Regions from separate parts of the Delphinus delphis genome. Here region 2 is linked to region 1. The links are chromatin contacts, called in public Hi-C maps. All regions are on one chromosome and are shown on one strand. The core of a region is the stretch at or near the end of the contact, and the rest is flanking DNA. Distances in the headings are between cores, read along the strand shown.

The links. A called contact is a pair of places that touch in the nucleus more often than the background predicts.
Region 2: a contact with region 1 is called in a Hi-C map of lung, with 5 times the contacts expected there. The contact joins the promoter of RSRC2 here to the promoter of DENR in region 1. A contact is called at or near these places in 2 of 3 Hi-C or Micro-C datasets (lung and muscle).

Annotation. Positions count from the first base shown.
Region 1 is chr13:7,047,195-7,053,181 of mDelDel1.2, reverse strand. It overlaps DENR (density regulated re-initiation and release factor), which reads left to right and starts at 4,513. Exons shown (of 8, transcript XM_060027958.2): 1 at 4,513-4,651; 2 at 5,448-5,561. The coding sequence starts at 5,456.
Region 2 is chr13:7,191,664-7,197,971 of mDelDel1.2, reverse strand. RSRC2 (arginine and serine rich coiled-coil 2) reads right to left here and starts at 3,686. Exons shown (of 10, transcript XM_060027961.1): 1 at 3,551-3,686. The coding sequence starts at 3,556. KNTC1 (kinetochore associated 1) reads left to right here and starts at 3,900. Exons shown (of 64, transcript XM_060029349.1): 1 at 3,900-4,059; 2 at 6,155-6,308. The coding sequence starts at 6,197.

The sequences.
Region 1 (5,987 bases), core at 3,264-5,763:
AGAGAAGGGATGCCCTATCTCAGCATCCACCTACAGCTCATTGATCAGAACTGCATCACGTAGCCTCCTTCACTGCATGCGAGGTTGGGAAATCAAGTATCTTTAGCTGGACACACTGCTATCTCAAGCAAAACAGGATTCTGTTAGTAAGGAAGTCTGCCTCACCTATACACCCACTTGATGTGTTAAGGGCGCTAGTTTTTTTGGCTGCGTTGGGTTTTTGTTGCTGTGCGCAAGCTTTCTCTAGTTACGGTGAGCGGGTGCTACTCTTTGTTGCAGTGCGCGGGCTTCTCATCGCGGTGGCTTCTCTTGTCGCAGAGCGCAGGCTCTAAGCGCGCGGGCTTCAGTAGTTGTGGCGCGTGGGCTCTAGAGCACAGGCTCAGTAGTTGTGGCACACTGGCTTAGTTGCTCTGCGGCATGTGAGAACTTCCCGGACCAGGGCTCGAACCTGTGTCCCCTGCATTGGCAGGTGGATTCTTAACCACTGCGCCACCAGGGAAGTCCCTAGGGCAGTAGATTTTAAACGAATTTTTAGCACATGTATGAGGATGGCTGGAGTAAACATCTGTTGGTTTTGATACTTCAGCATCATTCCCTCTTCTGGTTATAGTGCCTCAAATTTCCTTTGGAATGTACCCCGTCTCCACTCTCCAAACCCAGCTCCAAAAATGGACACTTAACTCAGGGCTTGTCTAGTTATGGTGATTGATTTAGGAATGGACACGATTGGAAACAAGCCAATCAGATTCAACTTTTGGACTTTCATTGGAACAAAACTGTAACTTACTCTAGAAAAATAGTAATACTTAAGCCTGAAAGGTCTTTAGTCAATTTCCTGACAGTCCTAGGTCCTCAACTGGATTCCTGTATTCTTTGCAATAATTCCACTGCCTCTCGGGTTCTGTGGCTTCCTGATGAGAAACACCGTTATGTTTATTTAATGGGTCGTTCCTCCTTTTAGTACCTGATTGGTGACAGGTTGTGACGTGTGCGCTAGCGTGACCTGGAAGTGTAGCTCTGGGTTTGAATGCCAGCAATGTCAGGCAGAATCCACCGAGAAAACAGAACCCCATCTAAGTATTTAAAGCAGAGGAGAATTTCATTCGGGGGATTGGTAACACAGGGAATGGAACTGTTGAAAAGCTAAACAGAGGTGGTGAGGCAACTCGGAGATTAGCAGTAGCAAGAAGCCATCAGTCACCACTGGTAGGCTAGAGACTAGATCCAGGGAGGGCACTATGTTACAGGAGCCCAGGGGCTGGGATCCCTAAACAATGCAGGGGGACAACCCGCTAGCTACTGCTAGAGAGGCTGCTCAAAGGGGTGGGGGTGGTCTCACTGCTGTTTCCCATTGGCTTAACCTAGATGGAAGCTCAGGAACAGGAAAGCCTGGGCATTCACTCATAGGGATCACCACCCGCTTCCGTACAAAGCAGGGCAGGAGAAGGGTGAGGAAAAGAGCTGAGGACACTGGGTCTACTCCACAGGACTGGCCACTCATCCATATTTCATCACATCTAAGATGCCGTTGGTTGTAAGATGCAGCATTATTTTATGCATCACTGAGAGAGAAGAATGCTGCCAAATTAAACTGTGCCCGATGCTAAGACTCCATCCATTGCAAAGCATCTTGATATTGTAACAGGGAAGAGCCAAATCTGACTACGTGTTGGAACTGTTTCTTTTACTTTAACCTTTGCTTTCCGCTGCTTTTGTTCACTAAAAGGATACTGTCTATACACAATGGGCTGCCTCAGGAAACCCTGCCCCTTTGCATGAATGTTAAACCAAAGAGCCTTTGTTCAGGGAAATATCCGGCCCCGGTCCACCTGTGGATGGCTGCAAAGAAAGAAGAAATGAACACATTCCCTCCTCAGGCTGGCCATTCCGGGGGACATTTGCAAATCTTATGTCCTTTTCATTTTACTTCCTCATCTCCTCCCCCCTCTCTGTTCTATAAAATAAACTGGCATCCAAACCCCAATAAGACAGTTATTTTGAGACAGTAGTCTGCTGTCTTCTCGGTCTGCCAAAGTCGTATTCCCTGCCTCAACACCTCCGATTTATTGGCCTGTCGTGTGGCGAGCGGAGCGAGCTTGGACTCAGTGACAGTATGAGAGATGTGAAAATGTGAAAAATGTGTGTCTTAAGATCAGTAACATGCTATTAGCTGTGTGATCTTACGAACAGGTGAACTTAATTCATCCCACCTTTGAGCTTCCATTTTACCATCCCCCTGGGAATTACAGACAATCCTTACTTTGTAGGGATTTTGTAACTAAGACCGGTAAGTTCAGTGAGATTGGGGGTTTTGTCTCTTGTTCACTGTATTCCCCAGTGCCTAGCACAGTGCGTGGCACATAGTAAGAACCCAGGAAAGTTTTGTGAAATGAATCCACCTGGACTCTATCCCCAAATGAGCAGGTTCTTGACACATAGTGGGAGGTGAGTATCCATAAATGGAAGATATTATTACTGGAATCAGATAGGCTCTGGAAGACCTTCTTTCACGAATGTCATTTAGAATTGACTCTCTTTTGTGAGAGGGGGGAAACCCCCTCTTTTACTTAAGAAAGATGTTGACTTAAAAAAATGCACGACGTGAGAGTTGTGAGTTAAGTTTTATTTGGGGCAAAATGAGGACTTTAGCCCGGGAGACAGCGTTTCAGATAGCTCTGAGAAACTGCTCGAGAAGGTAAGGGGGGGAGCCAGGTTATACAGAAGTTTTGTAACAAAGGGCAGGTAGTCTGAACATCAAAAGATTATTGTTAATTAAAGAAAACCAGATATGTCAAGTTTAGGAATTTAGCGCTTTTCTCTGTATGGGAAGATGCAAGAGTCTGGGCTCACTGAAATCACTCCTTTGATATGCACCTCAGCTATCTGGGGCCAGTATCCTGTGTTTTCACATCCTGAGTTTCCTCAGCGCTCACCTAGGGAGTGGCTGCAGACTGATGGCCGCTAGACAGCAGGTAGGCAGGTGTTCTTTTGCTTCCTGAGTTCCCTCAGGGTTCACCAGCTCACCGTCTGGTGGTGGCTGCAATCGCTGATGACTGTGACAGCCTTTCTTTGCTGATGTGACAGGCAATATTCCATTTATCATCAGGTTTTCACACATGGTGTGTCTTAGTTTTGCTTCCATTTAGTTGTTTCATTTTGGGAAAAACCCTTCATATCCATCCTCAGCCTGAGTCCCATTTGTGAAATGGGAATAACACTACAACACTTGTAGAGCTATGAGAGTTAGGGAAACGGTGACCAAAAAGAGCTTTGTAGATGGTGGAGGTTGTTCTTTTCTATTTTGCTTTATCCTCCACTCATATCTGCCTCATTCCCCTCCTTCCTTTGCAAACTTCTCTGCCACCACCACTACCACCCTTAAATTTTCTGCTCAAAACTGCACACGAAGACATCCGGCATAATCTGCACCGGAGACTGTGGCCTCTTCTCTTTAGTCTTTGATAAATGGAATATTTAAACAAAGGCTGTCACAGTCATCAGCGATTGCAGCCACCACCAGATGGTGAGCTGGTGAACCCTGAGGGAACTCAGGAAGCAAAAGAACACCTGCCTACCTGCTGTCTAGGGGCCATCAGACTGCAGCCACTCCCTAGGTGAGCCCTGAGGAAACTCAGGATGTGAAAACACAGGATACTGGCCCCAGATAGCTGAGGTGCATATCAAAGGAATGATTTCAGTGAGCCCAGACTCTTGCATCTTCCCATACAGAGAAAAGCGCTAAATTCCTAAACTTGACATATCTGGTTTTCTTTAATTAACAATAATCTTTTGATGTTCAGACTACCTGCCCTTGGTTGTAAAACTCCTATATATGCTGGCTTGCCCCCTTTCCTCCTTGCAGTAGTTCTCTCAGGGTTACTTGAGATGATGCCTCCCGGGCTTGAAGTCCTAAAAATTCCTGCCGAATAAAACATAAATCTCAACTTTTAGGTTGTGCATAGTTTTTTAGTCAACACTCACATGGGAGAGATTAATTCCAATTTACAACACATGTAAAGATCGATAAACACTAGGAAGCTGTGAAAACAGTTGTTAGGGTGGTGAGACTGTGGGGCGATGAGAAAAATGAAAATTGCGTTGATATTGTCTTTTTAAAAAGAATTCCGCCAATGTAGGGTACTGTGTTGAAATGAAACCAAACGCCTTTTCCAGCTGCAATCTCCCCGTGAAGGAAAGACTTATCCAACAAGCTGGAGGTTAGACAAGTCTCCAGGATGCACCCCAGACCCCGGGGGCCACGTTCTCCGAGTCAAAATAATGAGTCACCGCTGATTTACATGCATGTCTCCGCTCTCTAAACAGCGTCCCCTTCCGTGCGCCGACCACGGACCACCCGTTCTCTCCCATAAGTAACTAGCACCGCCTACTGGCTGTCAGCCTCTAGGCTGCTTGGCTCCGCCCCTGAGCGGAACGCGCATGCTCCCCAATTCTTCTCCGCCCCCGCCTTCGAGCTTCTCGCGACAGCCGCTCCGCGGAGACTGAATCTCGCGATAAAGGTTTATTATCTCGCGGGACCGCGGCTGGCAGACGGGCTCTTGGGCGGCTCTGGCCGGAAAGAGGAGTCGCATGTGTCGTTTCAGCTGGCGGTAGTGGCGGGCGCGGAGGCGGCGGAGGCTGTGCGACCGCCTGGGTAATGACCCCTCGTGCCTCTCACGCTTCCAGGAAGCTCGTATAGAGCGTGGGGGAAGCTGAGGTGCTCCCCGGCGGAAGGGGGCCGGGCCGGGCGTCTCCACACCCCCGCCCACATGGGCCGCTCTGGTGTCCCCGGGGTTGCCCCTTCGCCTCAGGTCGCGCCTTCACACCTGGTCGCCCTAGTCGTCGCCTCAGTGCTCTTACATTCTGCCCCTTCCTGGTTCTTTTGCCCGCATTTTCTCTCCTCAGACTCTGGTCTCCCCGCCCCCTCCCACTCCCTTTCCCTTCCGTGACTCTAACGCGTCCCTCCCTTGGCCTCTAGCCCACCCCACACCCTGCCCTCCGGGCACCTCCGGCGACCCACCCCTTCTTCGTAGGCGTTTCCAGCCTCTTCAGCTGCTTTGTGGCCTTTCCCTGTTGCTGCAGTTTGTTGCATCCTTTACAGATCATCCCCCAGACCTTTTGCCCTGTCCTCTACCGAGATCACCCTCCCCATCTTTTTCCCCATGGCTTCCTCTTCCACTAGTGCCCTCCTCTCCCTAGTTGTCGTGGCCCATTTGCTGTGAGTCTCACTGTTGTCACTTGCTTCCCTGTAGGCCTGGAAAATGGTGTGCCCAGAATTACTCATATTTTATGAATCCTAATGCAGCTTGTATCTCTCATTCAGCAAAGAATTGAAACCGATTCGGGGTGGCGGGATTTCTAGTAGGAGGAGGCCGGACTACACCTGAACACTGCTTCTCTGGGCGTCTTGGTCCAAAATAGTGAAGATGTGTTATTTTCCTTGCTTACAGGTTTTGAGATGGCTGCTGACATTTCTGAATCCGGTGGACATGATTGCAGAGGAGACCCGAGGAGCAATACCAAGTTAGATGCAGATTACCCACTTCGAGTCCTTTACTGCGGAGGCAAGTGTTGGAAGGCAGAAAATGGCTTTTACTCACTGTATTTTTATGCATTGTGATAAATGGTTTCACATTTGGTCCGAGTAGATTTTTCATCTTTGTCATTTGGTGAATCTTTAATTGGGAGCTGGGGAAGAGGAGGCATGGATTAACAGACCTTTCCCAACCTGTGTGACTTGCGTCTTGTTACTTGGCCTGGAGAAGTTTACAGTCCAGTTGGAATAGAGATGTGTAAATAGATTATTCCGGCCTAATGTTACTTGCTAGTCTGGCTATTAAAGGTGGGCTTCTTGGAAGATATTGAATCTTAAGGGATGAGAAGGATTGGTTGAGGGAGTGGGGAAAGGCATCCCGGATGAAGTGAACAGCTGTGCAAGGAAAAGCTTTGTGGAGAAATTAACACCTTTTTATTAGTATAGTGTGTAGTAT
Region 2 (6,308 bases), core at 2,437-4,936, 150 kb before region 1:
TCATTAACCCTCTTTAATGAAAGCCCCTTGGCACAGTGCTGCTGCAAAATATGGTCTGCCTCTCCTCACATATGCTCTGGGCTATGGAAACATTAAGGTGTTTCTGCTTTAAAGCATTTTATAAGTTATCACAATATAAATTAAAAAAAATTAAAATAGTCAAGAGTACACACTCTTTCCCAAAGACCTGATTTACCTAGGAGAGTAGGTTCCTTCATTAAATTGATTTAAATGAGTCATAGAGGGACTTACCTGGTGGCACAGTGGTTAAGAATCTGCCTGCCAATGCAGGGACATGGGTTCGAGCCCTGGTTCAGGAAGATCAAACATGCAACGAACAACTAAGCCCAGGCACCACAACTACTAAGCCTGTGCTCTACAGCCCGTGAGTCACAACTACTGAGCCCGCGGGCCTAAATCCGGTGCTCCGGAACAAGAGAACCCACCGCAATGAGAAGCCTGCGCACTGCAACGAAGAGTAGCCCCCACTCTCCGCAACTAGAGAAAGCCCTTGCGCAGCACCAAAGACCCGAAGCATCAATCAATCAATAATAAGTTTATTAAAAAAAAAAAGAGTCATAGAAAAAAAGCTTCAAGGAGAAACTAGAACCTAAATGTTCTCCTGAGTGAGATTCTGATAAAAGGCAGGGAAAACAGTTTCCGTAATATGTGGAAGGTGGACGTTGGTGACCCATCTAACCAGAGAGGAAATACGAAAATAGTCAATAAGCCCAGGGAGTTGATTACTTACCACATGAGTTAGCAAAGTATCGCCCTTGAGTTAAGAATGACTTTTACATTTTTAAAAGGGTTGTTAAAACAAGCAAGCAAGGAATGTGACAGAGACTGTATGTTGCACGTGGTCCACAATGCCTAAAATATCTACTAACTTGCTCTTTACAGAAAAAAGATCTGGATTGGGTAAATAGTGAATATACTATACATTTTCAGCAGGAGAAATAATCACATGATAATGAACTTCTTCCTTTAGGAAGATTAGTCCAGAAAACAAACACCAAGTAAACTAAATGGGGAGTACTTTAACAAATGAAGTGTGAGATATCACGTTATTTTAACAACTATTTTCTGATGGTCAAAAATGCACCTAACTCGATGTTAGACTTCAGGAATAAATAATAAATTAAAAGGGAAGGATTTACAGGTTAGTTAGGATGAAAGACATATTATGTGTTACGCCTCTAACAATGTTACCAAAAAACCCAGTAACAAATAGGATGAAACACCTAATTACTGGGGAGGCCCATTCCAGCACACTTGCTTCTCTATGTATGGGTGATTTCTGGAATCATAAAATTTTTGTGCAGAAAGGCTCTCATCTCTTAGAATCAAGCTCAACTTTCTCATTTCACAGATGAGATCCAGCAACATTAGCTGACTCACTTAAGATGGTACTCTCTTTGCTGTCTAATATTAATACATGACACTATATCACACAACTAAAGATGATTCTGATTTTCACAACTAACATTGGTCATTTTCTTTTACTCTTGTTCTCATCACTATTCTTTTTTCTTTTGGGGCCTCACCGTGCGGCACGTGGATCTTAGTTCCCTGACCATGGATGTAGCCCGTGCCCCCTGCAATGGAAGCGTGGAGTCTTAACCACTGGACCACCAGGGAAGTCCTCATCACTATTCTTTTTTTTTTAATTTTAATTTTATTTTTTTATACAGCAGATTATTAGTTATCCATTTTATACATCTTAGTGTATGTATGTCAATCCCCTCATCACTATTCTTAAGGATTATTTCTGACAGGTCTGTGATGTGCTGTGTTCGTAAACTTACACTTAGTAAAATGCCCTTAAGGGAAGGCACTCTGTAAAACGGGCTAATAACTCACACCGAACAGCCATTTTCATCTGTAAAACACACTACAGGACAAAAACAAAAACCATCGTATCACTAAACAGATGTGAATAATAGGGGGCCACTTAGCTCACCCGAAGCTTTTATTTCCTTGAGAATATATTATAGTAGAATAACAAAAATGTCCAAATAAAATCGAGTATTAAAACTTCTCTGAAAATATCTAAGATTTCAATTTAGTACAGACCTATGTGTAAATCTTAAATGCTAACTGCAAAAATTCCCTTCACTCTACCATTTGCTCTGTTAGAAAAACACCACGGTTTCTTAAAATTCACATCTTCTTTAAAACCCCAATGGCACTCAAGACATAGTGTAAGAATTTTTTCTAGTGCAAAGACGGCACATTGGACTTAATACTAGGCCACATCTCAAGGGGATCGTGTCTTTTTATTGAACAAGGCGCTGCAGAAACGAATGTCTGAATTTTTTTTTGAATATTTGAGCCCAAGTAAAATAATACTGTTCTTTCAAGTAGATTAAGAGGTCCAAAACACTAGTTAAACAAAAAAATATTTAAATCGATTATGTGCCCAACTGTTTGAACAACGATTCTAAATCGGTTATCAAAAACCCGGTTCTAAATCAAATCAATTAGGTATGGGGGCGCGGGGGGGAGAGGCAGACGATTTCTACTTCCAGATACCCCCAATGATCGGATGAGCACGAGTTTTTCGTTATTAACAATCCTATTTATTTTAGTCCTATTTATCTTCGAAAACGAGAAAACACAACTTTTTAGTCAATGGAAAAGAATGCAAAATGTTTGCATTTTTCTTGTAACCGGATAAGTAAAATGAAGTAATCACACAATAATGCGATCCATCAGGATTGGGCATCTTATAACCAAAGCAGGGTTAATTTCTCAGAAAACGTAATTTAAGAACTGTAGCTTTCACTTAAAATTAAACGGGCCTATGAAGGACTCTTAAATTTAAAGTAATAATGCCAATGTTAGGGCTTTGATTATGTTTCTCGAAACCTTCAAAATGATTACATCAGGAGGCACTTCGGAAACGGAGCATCAGTCAGAATTCGTAGCTCCAAAGACTTCTCTTCATTAAGTCGAATTTTTACTCCCTTCGAGAAACACGTTCCCTAGATGCTTACTAAGGAATAAACTAAGGTTTACACGGACGTTCACCCTAACCGAAATTATGCAGCTAGAATCATCTCACTGAACGTAGGCAAAATAGTCGCTACAAGACCGCTTGCTCTCTTCTCACGTTCTACCTCTTACAGGCACCTCCTTTTTGACCCCATACTTTTCAGAGACGACCCCTGATCCCTTTTCTCTCTTCCCCAGCCCTTTCCCATCGCGAACATAAATGCCCAAGCCCTAACGAAACTCAATATTAATCACCAACCAGAGTGAGTAAGCAAAACTGGAGTCAGTTCTGTGGGACAAAAGGAACATAAAACTGGGAAAGACACGAGGAAAGTTCTGGAAAAAAGACACTCCCTGCGGCTCCCCACCCCCATCGACACCGCCTTCTTTCCCCCTCCCTACGGCAGCCAGCCATGATGGCGGGCGCAGAAGAAGGCCGCGGCGCCATCTTGTCCACACACTAGCCCCGACAACAGCTCTGGGAGCCGTTCATCCCTTCTTTGCAGAGCAGCAAAAAAATATGCCTGACTTTAAACTCAGATTCGGCACCTACCGCCATAGTCCAGAGTCCTGGCCGCTACGGCGGCACCTCCACTTGCCGCTCTCCACAGTACCGGCCGCCTAAACGCTTCGCAACAGACTGAAATCGCTCCCGCGAGAGACCCGGATGGCACAAAAGGGCTAAGACCCGGCGCGTCGCACAGCTTGCTGGGAGGAAAAGGGGTGGTGATAAGAGTTTCTGTAGCAACGCGGTTCGACGGTGATTGGTTGTTCTTTGGAAGGGGGGTTGTGAGGTCGCGGAGGGGGGCGGGGCCTAGAACACACCCTAGAATGCGCCTGGATATCGGAATGGGTGGAATTTAGGGTGGGGCGACTTCCTATTTCGATTCTAAAGCAAACTTGGCCTCCGCTGGCCGCCGTAAAAGGGGTTGGGCTTGGTGTTCTCCCGCCAATTTAAATTTGTGGCGTAGACCCTAAAGAGACTGGGAACGTCTGTTGGAGCTCGGAAGGTGGGGGGGGACGATACACTTGAGTGCTCCTCTTTAGTTTCTTCAATTACAGGTGAGGAGGGTGAGCCGCGCTGCTGTAGGGAGCTGGGGGTGGATTCAGGTCGAAGGAGCAGAGGCCTCAGCTCAGTTCGATGTGTTTTCCCCTCAAGACGCTGGCGGGAGAGAGGTTGGAGTCGGTTCTTGCTGGCCCCGGTGTCCAGCTGAGAGCATTTACGCGTGGAGGCCTAACTGAAACTGTTTCATTTCGTTTAATTCGTTAATCTGTTCACCCGGCACCCAGAGGAATCTCAAATCGTTAATCACATCATGTCACTGGTCTGCTTAGTATCTTTCCCTCCCTAGCACTGCGGATGAAACTCAGTCTTGTAATCAAGGATTCATTGGCTCCACCTGTTCGTTTAACGCCTGCACTTTTCCATTCTTGCTGTGTCCGGGCAGCAGCCCTAAACTCATTCTACCCTCTGAGCCTTTGGTACTCGGCCTGCATCTTTGTCCCCACGAGCTTTACATAGTCGGCTTCTTGATATTCGGGTCTCAGCTCAGATGTCATCTCTTTCACTTACCAAACAGGTCTTTCTTATGCGCCCCTCCCCCTCATTCATTTGAGCACTATTTGTAATTCTGCGTTTACTTAGTTTTTCGTAGGGAGGCAGTATAACAGTTAATAACTGACCTGAATTTGAGTCTTGTCTAGCTACATCATTAACTCGCTTGAGGTGACCTTGGCCGTTTACTTAGTCCCTGACTCATGTTTCTCAGCTGTAAAATGGGTTGTTGTGCAGATTAAATGAGTGATGCATTCAAACTATCTTGCCTACTCAATACCGTCTTTATTTTATTTTTCTCTATCCTTCGTACGAGAATATAAATTTCATAATGACAAAGACCTTTTCTGTCTTCTTCACAGCTGTATTCCCAGCTCCTAGAACAGTGCCTGACACGTAGTAGGCATTCAATAAACGTTTGTCAAATGAGTGAGTGTGACAGACCTGGGAGGCTGATGATATTTCTCTATTTTTACAGATATGGGACTCTGAGCCCCATAAAAGTATTCACTCCAACCTGTCTTAATCTTCTCCCAACTCCCACCCAAACACAGCCACTAAAATCGTGTATTCTAACATACTTTGTTTTTGTGCCCTTGCTTACACTCCTAGTAAGAACTCTTTTCCTATATTTAAAAAGCTCCTGTGGGGGGAAAAAAAAAGTTAAAAAAAAAAGCTCCTGTGACCTTAAGTTTCTAACCAAAATGTTACCTGCTTCCACGAATAACAGTAGTGAATTAGATAACACTTAAATTGAGTGCTTGCCATGAATGAAGCATTGTTTTGTGAATGTTTGAAACTCATAGTGACCTTTCCAGCTACGTACAAGCAGCTTAGTAAATGTGAAAGAACACCAAGTCAAAAATCATTTCTTCCCTGTAGTGTACCTTCCAAAGATTTAAAAACATATTTCTGCGAGCACTTACCAAAGCAACTGTAATTATTTGGTTATTGTTCCCCACTAGTCTTGATCCAAGGATTATTTTTCATTTTCGTATTCTATGCCTACCCATATCCAATGAAATGAGTTATATAAGTCCTTGCTGATGAGATAGTTAAGTGACTCGAAAGGTTACAAATATACTCTTTGGTCCAGTCAGAAGCCTAGTGCAATTTTTTCTTCCTCTCCTTAACATTTTCATTTATTGAATAACAATACTGGAAACATGAATGGTCATTTTTTTTTTTAAGTTCATCTGGAACCTTACCATTCTAAGATATCCCAGACAGTCTGACTTCAGAGCCTTCACTATTTATTGCTATATTGGTTAAAGGTTTTTTCCAAATGAAAACTTGTTATAATTTCAGCTAGGCACACAAAACACTAGAAGCTCTAGGACAGATTGGTAAGATTGGAATTGTTTCCTTGTGTCCCTAAACAAATATGTTCTTCTCTAGAGATAACCATAGCACTAGTTCCATGTATCTTATTGATCCAAAGTGTCTAGTGACCACAGAAATAACACAAAGACAGAGAAGTCTTTACTTATTGATGTGTGTGTGCATATGTATATTTGAGGGGGGGATAAAGCATTTTCATTTCCCAAGGAACTGGAGTCTATGCAACAATAAAATTTGGCCTAATTTTACATGTTGTCACAGGGAAGGCAGTGGTTCCTGTCTCAGGAAAACAATTTCAGAAATATGTGGAATGATATTGAGCTGCTAACAAATGATGATACAGGAAGTGGGTACCTAAGTGTTGGTTCAAGAAAAGAACATGGAAGTGCTTTATATCAAGTAGATTTACTAGCGA